Regions from separate parts of the Sus scrofa genome. Here all the other regions are linked to region 2. A link is a contact called in public Hi-C and HiChIP or PLAC-seq data. All regions are on one chromosome and are shown on one strand. Each heading gives the region's core, a stretch centred on a gene start, on an enhancer-like site or on the middle of the called end of the contact. The rest is flanking DNA. Distances are from core to core; before and after follow the strand shown. Region 1 overlaps LOC106509228 (a long non-coding RNA gene). Region 2 holds the start of ABCA1 (ATP-binding cassette, sub-family A (ABC1), member 1). Region 3 overlaps ABCA1 (ATP-binding cassette, sub-family A (ABC1), member 1).

Region 1 (3,342 bases), core at 422-2,921, 49 kb after region 2:
GTTGGGTTTTTAACCCACTAAGCCACCAGGGGAATTTCTAAATGGTATCTTTTGTCGAACAGATACTTGTCCTTTGTTATTGATAATGGGAATAAATTTGACTGCTGTATATTGCCCTTATTTCCAGCTGCCCTCTCAAAAGTGTTAATATTTTGTAAGGCCTCTTGAAATTTTCTTGTACACAATAACATTGGTCTTATATCTTTTGCTTTCTTGTCTTACTCTGCTTACTCTTGATAAACTGAATTTTTAGCAGAAGAACTGATAGCCAGAAAACATTTTCTGTTCAAGACTATAAAGAGAACATTTGAGAATTAGGAGAAATTTTAAATATCACTAAATATCACAAGTATTGCTTTCTCCCCCATTTAATGTGTCTGTGTGGGGGATTTGTTTAGAGTACAATAGCTACTCTCTACTCATCTCAAAAAATGACTGTACATCAACTATTATTTGCAGCTTTCAGTATGCCTATTGCTGAGCTCCCACACACAAAGAACAAATAAAAAATTATATGAATTGTTAATTTTTGGCAAAGTTAGCCAATTTCGTATTATCTGCAAATGCCACACTAAACAGTCTAAATGCATACATAGTCATAAATCCCAGCAGACTAACGTCGAGACATTCTGCCCCCCCCCAAAAAAACCCACTAAAACTATTCTGCATTCAAGTTCTGAATTGATTCCCTTTGAGGTCTTTAAAACGTATTTGTTTGCAAAAACAAAAGTTCATTGTTGGCATCTGGAGGTGGCTTATTAGTGGCTATGAGAAATTAGGGTTAGGATTTGAGGTAGAAAAATAAAAGAGAAGTTCTTAAATTTTAGTGCCTTAACCTAGTAAACTCTTAAGTCAGTTCTTAACACAAGAAACTACTTTGTTCACAATACCCAGTATAGCCATGAGGATCTAGGTCCCCACCAGCACTATTCTGGTAGCTATTCTTCATGTCATATCACAATCATCACTTCCCTATAGCAAGAAGCAAAGAGTAGCAGTTTTAAACCTCACACTTCTACATTCTATTAAAAGATTACTTTACAATTAAAAGTAGATTTTAAAATCTACACCTTAAAACAGAATTTCAAGTATGCCACATTTTAAAGACCCTTCATTACAAAAGTTAAAACTTAGAATATTAAAGTAGAACATTTACCAAATCAACAAAGAATGATTTACTGTAAGATTTCTTCTCTTTTTAAAGACTCCTTTCTCATTTGTTGTGTTGTGTGAGACTAAACCTCGGCCACTGCCACCTGCAAACTAGAAAAGAAAAAAAGGTTGTTCCTACATGGTAGGGAAAATAATTCACCTTACAGAAATTTAACACACAAGCGATTTTTAAAGTTTTCATTTGCTAAATAGACAATTCACAGTTTGTTCAAGTAGGAGCAATAAGCTGCTGAACCTAAGAGAAGCCTCTAAAACGCGCTCGACTATAGTTTACGTGCTGTGCCCTGTTTGCTAGCTCAGTTACGAAGAAGCAAAAACATTGACCTCAATGCTCCCTCCCACTTCCCCAGGCCCAGTTTGGGGTAGCAAGCCCGAGTTCACAGAGAGGAAGCCAAGCGACGGGATCTCGCCGCTTTAAGCCACAAGGGCCCCTTTGGGCCCGCCCACAGGCAGGCGTGGCTAGCGCGATATCTGCTGGGAATTGTAGTTCCAGGCCCAAGCGTTTCTGGACTCCTTTCTTCCTACCCTGATTGTACCCCGGCCGTCTATGGACTCTGATGGTGCTGTGGAGTGAGCCCAAGGCGCAACCGGAGATAAAAGGAGAAGACATGCGCGCTGAGTGTCTAGAAAGTGGCGGCAGCGGCGCGCATGCAGGGGTGGCCGTCCCTGCTCTATCTTCACTTCGAGGGGAACAGGGACAGAGGTAGGGTATTAGGCCAGTTTGCGGGTCGTGGTTGTTAGCCAGGAGATGGGGGAAGCTGTCCAATTTCCCTCTCGCCCTACTTCATCTTGCCTTTCGGGACTCTCCCACTTCCCACCCTTATGCAATTTGCAGAATCCTTACCCCCACACACCCCCGCCCTCTCCTTGGGAAGCCTTTCTCTGCTGTGTTGTGAAATCTGATAGAGCTTCTCAGCCAAGGCCTTTTAGCCCTCCTGGAATTCAAACTGCCCCCTCCCTGCGAAGTCCAGGTCATGTGAGGCAGCAAAAGGCTGCAGGCAGAGGCCCCACAAAGCAATGCGCTAGTACATTCTCTGAAATTTACGGTCACCCTGTCCTTCTGCAAAGCTGGAACCAGTTAGGCGATAGATTAGGTAGACGGATACATAGAAGATGACCTGCTTAGGTTGAAAACGGCTTTCATATCTTCCTTTACTATAGAAGGTGGCATCAATATATGAAAAGACAATGAGTGACCCAAGAACTCACGAGTGTAGTGTTGACAAAGCCTCAGAACCACAGCTTCCAAGAGTTTTAAATCCAATGCTTTTTCCACCAATTCACAGAGTCTCAGAAACAGCTAAAGGAGGTAAACAGCTGAACCTGATGCAAGCTGGCTTTCCGAATGGTCAGGCTCTGGTTCACCATAGCCACTCTTAAATTAGTGAGCAGATGCCCTCAGTGAGTGAGCCCTCCGGCAAACATGGAGGATTTTACTGTGTTTAAGATTGAACACATGCTTTGTGCTGGGCCCTGGAAAGATGTATATCACATTTTAGCTTAAAAGGTGCCCTTCTCCATGACCCGTTGGACTGTAAAGCACCCTGTATTTCCCAGAGGATAGCATTAGGCATGCTGCATCTTGTTTGTCTGCCTATCATGAAAGTCTGCAGTGCTGCTTTGTCCACACCGTGGTATCTGCAGTGCTAATACATGGCGGTCTCTCAGTAAATGTCCCATGATGGCATGCATGAACCCAGGGTCTGCCTTTCATGTCTGTACTCAAAAAAAAGTGTGTTGGTAGAGGTAGAGATGAGATAGAGATGCAGATACATACAGAGCTTTGGGACCGGAAGGAAGAAGCACATGGAGAGGTCCCTGAAGCCTGTATGGAGGAGGCAGTATCTGCTAAACTTTGGAATTACCCCTCATCGGTTTAGCAGATAGGAGGTATTCACACCAAAGCTTCTCTATGAGCTTTGCTTGAGAGAGAAAGGGACTGATTGTTTAAGAGCCAACCAGGACAGGAACACAGATGTTACCCTCTTCTAGGTGGTCATCTGGAGAAGCTGTGCTTTCCAGGGACCCTGCCTTTCTTTAAACATCTTTGGAATGCCCTTTGTGGAAATGCCTTTTGAGTTTACAGCACATTCTTTTGGATCTCCTCAGCACTGGAACATATCGTTCCTTCAGGGATTTGATATTTGGGAACAGCCAGAAGTCACTTTG
Region 2 (3,676 bases), core at 236-2,735:
ACACACAACCCTGGCACTGACCCACGCCCCTAGAACCTTTGGTTTAGCAACACTCAGGGAGTAGGAAACCATTCTAAGAAAACAACCAGATGAGCTTTCGCCTCATCCCCCAGGTTTCCTCCCAGTCTGCAACCATCAGCCTTTACCGGATCTCAGTCGGAGCCCGACAATGCCTCCTAGAGCCCGGCTCCACTCCAGCCAACCGGCCCATTCCCAGGCGACTCGGCCAGGAGGCGCTGTGGGTCAGTCCCCCCATGGCCACTGGCAGCCGGCGCCCAGCCCTCCCTGCCCCCACCGCGAAGCCCAGCCGGCCGCCACGCTCCGAGTTCTGCACCGCCCTCCGGGGTTACTCTCGGTCATTCTGCTTCACCATCTCGCCCCAGCTTCCCCATCCTTGCCCAGTCTGAAGCTGCCCCCCAGCAGACAAGCAGCAAAGGGCAGGAAGATGGGGGGGTGGGCAGGGGAATGGACACCTCAGCTCCCGGTTTCCACAGGCCCTCCTCTCTTAAGCCTAAGGTTTTTAAAAGAAACGAAACTCGTCTCCGGCTGCGCCAGGGATTCCAGCTCCAGAGAGCGTGCAGAGACCGTTGGCAGACCCCCAGGTTAAACAAAGCCCCCGAAGCCTCAAAGGAACAATAGCGCTACGAACCCGGTTTGGGACACCTCCCAGACGCGTTCTTGCGGGCAAAGAAAGCTCAGCTCCAGTCTCGGGGTGCACGGGACCGACTCCCAGGTCAAAGCCCAACTCAGACCAGCTCCTTAAGAACTAAGGGCGGACAATTGTCCTGATGTGCGCCGTCCGACCAGCAGCAGAAGAGGTTTCCAGCCGGCTCAGGCGCTTCCGAACAAAGGGAAGAGCTCGGTGCCAGACCTGCCACTCTCCCGACTCCGAGCGCAGCACCCCCAGCAACACCGGAAGCCCCCGATTCCACTGCCCCTTAAGTACTGCGCCCTGGTCTCCGCGCTCAGAGATGCTCCTTCCGCTCCACCGCCCGGCGAGTTCTGAGCGTAGCGGCGCCGTGTCTTGGGGTCGCCACAGCTCATCCTAGGACGCCTTCCCCCACTTACGCTGCCCCCGCCCCATTTGCCCTGCAGGAGGTGGGAATGTGGGGGTTCGGACTAAAGTCTCCGAAACCCAGAGCTTCGCAAATTCCCCTCGGCCCCGAAACAAAACAGTAACGCCCGAGTTGCTGAAGAGCGTCTTACCTGTTTTCCACTTTTGTGTTTGCGTCTCTTGCCCCTGCCCCTTGAAAAATCCTTCCCGAGAAGTGTGGGAAGAGGAGCAAAGTGCCTGGAGAAATTGGCTGTGGCGGCGCTGGTAGCGCGGAGACCCCTGTCCAGCCCACCTTCGCCAGGGGAGAGAGGTGTCCTCAAGGCCCCGGCTGCACTCACTCTTCCTCGGAATTACCCGGGTTTTGCCGCGACTAGTTCCTTTTATAGATTCGGCGGCGCTGAGCACAGGGGTTACTATCGGTCAAAGCCTGTTCTCTCCCTCCTTCCCCGCCCGTTTTCCCGGCCTCTGTTTATGTAGTTCAGTCACTCAGTAGAAAGCACGTGGAGCTGCGCCCCGCCCCTTAAATGGGCGACAACCGCCTCTCACGCCCACTGGGGGCGGAGGGCGCAGGTGGTGGTGCAGCCCGCCTTGCCCCGGCATGGGTCTGAACCTCTCGCCCCTGCTGGGCTCGTCTGCCCAGGACCAGAGGGAAAATCGGGGAAGGGGGCTGCGCCCGCTAGAGACTCTCCTGCACGTTCAGGGCAGCCAGAAGCACTAGTAGAAATCGCTTCCTCTAATCTCGTGCTTTCAGCAGTTTTTGTTCCTTTGTTAACTTTTTCAGTCTGAAGGACCTGGGGGAGGTGGGGAGGGGAACAGAACTCTAGGCCCAAACCCCTCAAGATGCTAACCCTTTAGTCTTCTCCTTTCAAATGCCCAGGATGTGGGACAAAGCGGTCCCCTGGACGATTGGCTGGGTGTGTTTTCCACCACCAACCCTGGCTTTGGAATTCAATTCAGTATTACTTTTAGGATTCCCAGGGAGGACCCCTGAAAAGTGGTCTTGCTCCTTTTCTTTGCAAACTGGGAGGAGGAGGGAGGCCACAAAAACAAACAAAAACAAAGAATGTGGACCAACTCCCTTTTAATTTTCATCATATTGGTCAGCGGCTCAGTGACAGATGAATACATATGGCTTGTATTTTGGTTTCTACAAATTCTCAAAGTGCAGCTGGAGAATCACAGTCTTGTAAAATTACATAACCATTCCAGTTCACCAACTTCTTCTGGCATTGGCTTTGACAGGAGCAAGACGGCCCATACATTGGAGGAACAGAAGCAAGTGTACAAATGGAGGGCCATATACTTTAATTATTTAACTCATAAAACAAGCCAACAAACTGTAAAAATATCTTCTACCTTGACAAAGATACCTTTGGAGCAACCTGGAAGTATGGATTCCTCAGGCTGTAACTTGGGTTTGGCAAAAAATGGTGGAGTGGAAGAGCTGACCATCAGACCCCTTTCTCTTCCTGCCCCAGCTCCATCATATTCCAGAATAACCTCCAGCTATGTATGTGGACCCCAAGCTGCACAAGCCCCTCCACACTCAATCAAGGCCATGATTTGAACCCAGGTACACATGTCAGTGGTTTTGTTAACACTCAGGACGGATCCTTTGGGAAGGCCCTGGCAGACTCTGGAAACATACTTAGAGGCCTTAGGGTATGGAATTCTAGGGTCCCACCTATTCATAACTCTGGTGGCATGGCCCCTGGGTCCTGTGGACTGCCCACCCTTAGGAAAGGATGAGGTGCGAGGCTGGCCAGAGCCAAGCCTTTTGAGGCCCAGAGCCCAGAAGAGGAGTCCCTCTTGTCTAGGTCAAAGGACAGTCCTAGCCAAAAGACTGGGTTTGGGGTCAAATTGACTGTACCACCTGATCCACAACTTTCGGCCCCCATTTCTTCACCTATAAAATAGAATATATATTTATTTCCCTGCCTCACAAGGGTTTTCTGAAAGTGAATTTTGTTCAGCTGAGCTCCTGGGAAGAATGACTATAAACAAAGAAGGTGTTGGTAGCTGACTAACGAGGTCATTTTTAGGTATCAGCCATGGCCTATTAAAATTTTCCCATGCCATATCCAGATAAAACTTTCTTTGAAAAAGACACATGCACCCCCATGTTCATCACAGCACTATTCACAATAGCCAAGACATAGAAACAGCCTAAAAGTCTATGAACAGATGAATGGGTTAAGAAGATGTGGTACATATATGCAATAAAATACTACTCAGTCATAAAAAAGGACAAAATAATGCCATTCACAGCAACATGGATGGAACTAGAGACTCTCATACTAAGTGAAATAAGTCAGAAGGAGAAAGACCACATGATATCACTTATATCTGGAACCTAATATATGACACAAATGAACCTTGCCACAGAAAAGAAAATCATGGACATGGAGAACAGACATGGTTGCCAACGGGGTGGGAGGGAGGGAGTGGGAGGGACTGGGAATTTAGGGTTAATAGTTGCAAACTATTGCCTTTGGAATGGATAAGCAATGGGATCTGCTGTATAGCACTGGGAACTATGGTCACTTGTGATGGAGCATGATAACATGAGAAAAAAGAATGTATATATGTATATGTGACTGGTCTCCTAGCTGTGCAGTAGAA
Region 3 (3,731 bases), core at 899-3,398, 52 kb before region 2:
CCAGAAATCTCCAGAGGCTGTGGCTGATGAGGAGAAGGTAAAGAAGGCTCCTGTGATGGCAGGGACCACGGCAGCCTGCAGTCATAGTGCTGTGACACACAGTTCTCAATAAATGTTTCTGAGTAAATGATAAAGGTATAAGTAGATAAAGAGAGAGAGATTCCTCAAAATCTGAGATTCAAGGAGTACAGTGGAGGAAGGAAGAGGATGAGGTGTGGTGTGGTGTGAGGCCAGTGTAGGATGACTTTGCAACTCTGGTCTCAGTTTTCTCCATTTTGTTGTCAGCAGGAAAATGAGTGGAAAAGCCAAGAATGCCGAGATGATGTCTGATGTCTGAAACAGCCCTTCCCCTCTTGGCCTGGCTAACTCTTCCCCTTCTTTATGATTTGGCCCATGAGTCATCTCCTCCAGGAAGCCTGCCCTGATGTTCCCACCCTCCAGCTGAATCAGGTGGCCACCCTCCATGCCCTAATAGCCTCCTATGTGCACTTCCCCTGAGCTGCAGTTCTCTGAAACCACATCTTTCTCCCCAGAAGAACACCAGTGCCTGAGGGTCGGGACTTTGGAACTCCAAGGTGTGGCAGTGCCTCGCACAGCGGAGGTGGGTGGGGAAGGAATGGAGGAACACAAGGGAGCAAATCAAGTCATGAGCTGTAGTGATCTGCTGTGGGACAAAACAGGACATGCGTGTGAAACAAACCCGTCAAGAGAGCGCTCAGGTCTCCGGAAGTTCCCCCCACCCCACAGGTGCATCAGCCCAGGTCAGGAAGACAGTCAGGAGAGTGGGAGCTGGAGGCAGGGCGTGGGGACATGTCCATAACAAGACAAGTGGGGATGACAAGAGCATCTACCTCACAGGGCTGAGCTGGAGGTTAAATGAGGTCCCAGTAGGAAGCCTGGAACCAAGAAAAGGTCTCCATAAAGGATAAACTAACACCATCATCACTTTCAGAAAAGACACCTCAGTGGCTTCATTGCTAGTCTGACCCCAAAGCATATGCTTTCAGAATAGATAAGAACAGAGGAGCAACTGTGCCAACTAAGTCGATGCTGAATTTTTGATCTAAGATATATGTGTATGTGCACATGCACGCGTGCGCATGTGTGTTGTGTATTTGCCTGGCTGAGTTCCTGCATCAGAAAAAAGGATTAATTTTTTCTGCTGATACTGTCTATTAGGGGAAGAAAAGGTTGAATGTGACTGATTTGTCTATTCAGAACTTTAGAGAATCAACGGAATGATCACCTCTATAGGATCACTGCAAGGACGGACACAGGAGGAAGATGACAAGTAAGAGCAACCAATGGCTGGAGGCAAGATAGAGAACACTTAATGGAAAAGACAACCAGTCCTTGGCCATTTACTCTTGCCCACATGACCTTATCTGTAATGGGTGGGTGGGTTGTAGACGATGATTTCAGAGGTCTTCTTATTGTTGGTACTGAAAGGTACTAAGTCAGCACTCAACAGGCATCAGAAGATCTGAATTCAGGTCCCAGCTCTGCTGTTTCCTAACCGTGTAACCATTAACCTCACTCTTCCCCTTTTCTGACTCTCTCTGGCCTCCTCAGTTTCCTTAGACGTAAGATGGGGTAATAATAACAGGCACAGGTTGTTGTGCAAACCCAGATCAAGAAAGTACAAGTACCCTTTTGGAGGCAAGAGTCTCATGAGCTTCCACGGGTCACTGAGAGGATGTACCTGCTGTCAGAGAACACGGTCATCCAGTTGCTGGACCAGTCACTAAATAAAACGTTGCGTCCCTGCTGCCCTGCAGACAAGACAGAAAGTCCCCATCCAGCAAAAGGCCCCGAGAACCTCCCTGCTGCCATCTCTCCGATATGGACCAAAATACTTGATCCCCTGAACTCAGCCTCCTTAGTTTTGCCTTGAGGAGCCCATGGTGCATGTCCTTTTCCAGAGAATTTTACTTTGGGTGCAGGAGAGTGGGGCAAAGAAAAGGAGAAAAAAACAAAAAAACAAAAAACCGATTCAAGAGCTTAGAGTCTAAAGAACAAAAAAAGTGAAATGTGTGTTTGTGGGCTGAGGACAAACAGGACAGAATTCTCAGTCTCTTGCCAGTCCTCTGGGCAGGCTCTCAGCACAGGCTAAGGAAATTCTTCTGTGGGAGGCAGAGAGGGGTGGGAGGGCAGGACTCTTGCACCAGGGGGATGCTTTCATCCCCAGAGTGTTCCTCCTGCTTCTTCCCCAGCCTGCCCTGAGTGCAATGGAGGAGAAGGGGGGAGGGACGGGGGGGGGGGGCGGCAGGGAGGGCAGCCTCCCAGGAAAGCGGAGGAGGGAAACCCTCAGCTGAGCTGGCTGCGGCGGCGGGGTTACTCTCGGTCAATGCCCTCCAGTCCCCAGCTCAGTTTCAAGATCGCTGTAGTCTCTTTTGTTCAACATAAAAAGAAACCACAGCGATCAGCTGCTTGAGAAGTAGATGGAGGAGGCAAAGGAAGAAAAAGGAGAAGCAGAGAAAGAGATCATGTCAGCATCTAAGGCCCAGATACTCTTCTTAAAAGGACACCCAGGGGGTCTCCCAGCCCTGACCCATCACACCGGCAGTGGCCTCGAGGGGTCTCAGCCAGATCTCACTCCTGGCTTTACTCAGCCTAAGCCAAGCCTTATAAACAAGAAGACCTCAAAACATTTCTCTGCCAGAAGAGGGCTGGGAACAAACATGCTCAGCTTCTTCTGGGTGTTTGTTGCTGTTGTTGTTTTGGTTTGTTTTCCTGATGTTAGGGCTCCACTTTCTTCAAGAGTAGCTCCTGCCTGCTTCTCTGAGAGGGGTGCAGCCCTCAGGGAAAACCAGGGCCTCTGTGGGAACGTCAGGGCTCTAGAGAAGGGAGTTAGGCAGAGTGACCTGGCTGCTCCCTGAGGTGACTCCTCAGAGCAGGTGGGAGGAGGCTGGGAGCCTGCGGTCAGCACCTCTCCCTGCTGTTCATCTGGGCCCCAGCATCCCAACCGAGGAACAGTGGAGGTTTGCTGAGGGATCCCAAGACACCCCTGAAAGATCTAGAGTCTGGCTAACATGGTTCCTATCTCAGTTCTAGAAGTTTTCAGTTATGGGGCCTTGAAGAAGTCACTTGGGCTCTCTGATCCTGTATTTTTCTCTAAACAAAGGCTGATCATACCGGGGGAGAGGGTGGCTTAAGTAAATACTAAAGACACTAAATGTCTTACTGACTCACACATATTGTAAGAAAAAATATAAGCTTAGAAATCAAACAAGCTCAAAATAATTGTTGATAAAGTCTTGGATGACACTTACGTGAAGGGTTCCACAGAGAAACCAGAATATGTAGGCTTCTGCTTCCTGAACCCTTTGTGGCAAGTCCCAGGGAAGCCAGATACTTCTCCTGAGACCAACGGGAGCATCACAACTTTAGGAACCACATATTCTTTATTCTACATGGAATGGAACTTGCATTAGTTCAACAAACTTCTAAATGGCTGCTGAAGCAAAATACCAGAACTATGATTTCAAGTGGCAATAGTTCTTGGAGCTCCTTGAAGGCAGGAGCCTGTAATAAAAGATGCTGTATAAAAACAGAATCCCTGCCCTTGCCTTCCAAGAGATGGACAGAGGGTCAGGTGAGCAGAACTGGGAGTCTCCAGCCTTCTCTGCCACTGTAGAATCTGTCAACACTGAAATGGAGGGATGGAGAGAGACATGACATGTCTTTCCCAGATCCATCTACGAAGGCAACAGTATACCTGTGTCTTACTG

Evidence for each region. A called contact is a pair of places that touch in the nucleus more often than the background predicts. HiChIP or PLAC-seq counts read pairs in DNA pulled down with a chosen protein or histone mark.
Region 1: a contact with region 2 is called in a Hi-C map of embryonic fibroblasts, with 1.8 times the contacts expected there. The contact joins the enhancer-like site here to the promoter of ABCA1 in region 2. A contact is called at or near these places in 1 of 5 promoter capture datasets (liver), 12 of 47 Hi-C or Micro-C datasets (alveolar macrophages, embryonic fibroblasts, epiblast stem cells and 5 more) and 2 of 2 datasets of contacts at active chromatin or transcription factors (alveolar macrophages and skeletal muscle).
Region 3: a contact with region 2 is called in an H3K27ac HiChIP or PLAC-seq map of alveolar macrophages. The contact joins the enhancer-like site here to the promoter of ABCA1 in region 2. A contact is called at or near these places in 1 of 5 promoter capture datasets (liver), 20 of 47 Hi-C or Micro-C datasets (adipocytes, adipose tissue, alveolar macrophages and 10 more) and 2 of 2 datasets of contacts at active chromatin or transcription factors (alveolar macrophages and skeletal muscle).

Annotation. Positions count from the first base shown.
Region 1 is chr1:246,325,905-246,329,246 of Sscrofa11.1, forward strand. It overlaps LOC106509228 (a long non-coding RNA gene), which reads right to left. Exons shown (of 4, transcript XR_002337119.1): 2 at 1,157-1,263. Among named protein-coding and RNA genes, the nearest start is that of ABCA1, 49 kb to the left of the region's middle. Within about 2 kb of position 1,672, at least 48 of the 83 cell types and tissues checked have an H3K27ac peak or open chromatin away from gene starts, as enhancers often do. A contact at or near this core is called in alveolar macrophages, embryonic fibroblasts, liver and 2 more, where this site is marked.
Region 2 is chr1:246,277,007-246,280,682 of Sscrofa11.1, forward strand. ABCA1 (ATP-binding cassette, sub-family A (ABC1), member 1) reads right to left here and starts at 1,486. Exons shown (of 51, transcript NM_001317080.1): 1 at 1,207-1,486.
Region 3 is chr1:246,224,428-246,228,158 of Sscrofa11.1, forward strand. All of the region lies in intron 5 of ABCA1 (ATP-binding cassette, sub-family A (ABC1), member 1), which reads right to left. Among named protein-coding and RNA genes, the nearest start is that of ABCA1, 52 kb to the right of the region's middle. Within about 2 kb of position 2,149, at least 51 of the 83 cell types and tissues checked have an H3K27ac peak or open chromatin away from gene starts, as enhancers often do. A contact at or near this core is called in adipose tissue, alveolar macrophages, brain and 5 more, where this site is marked.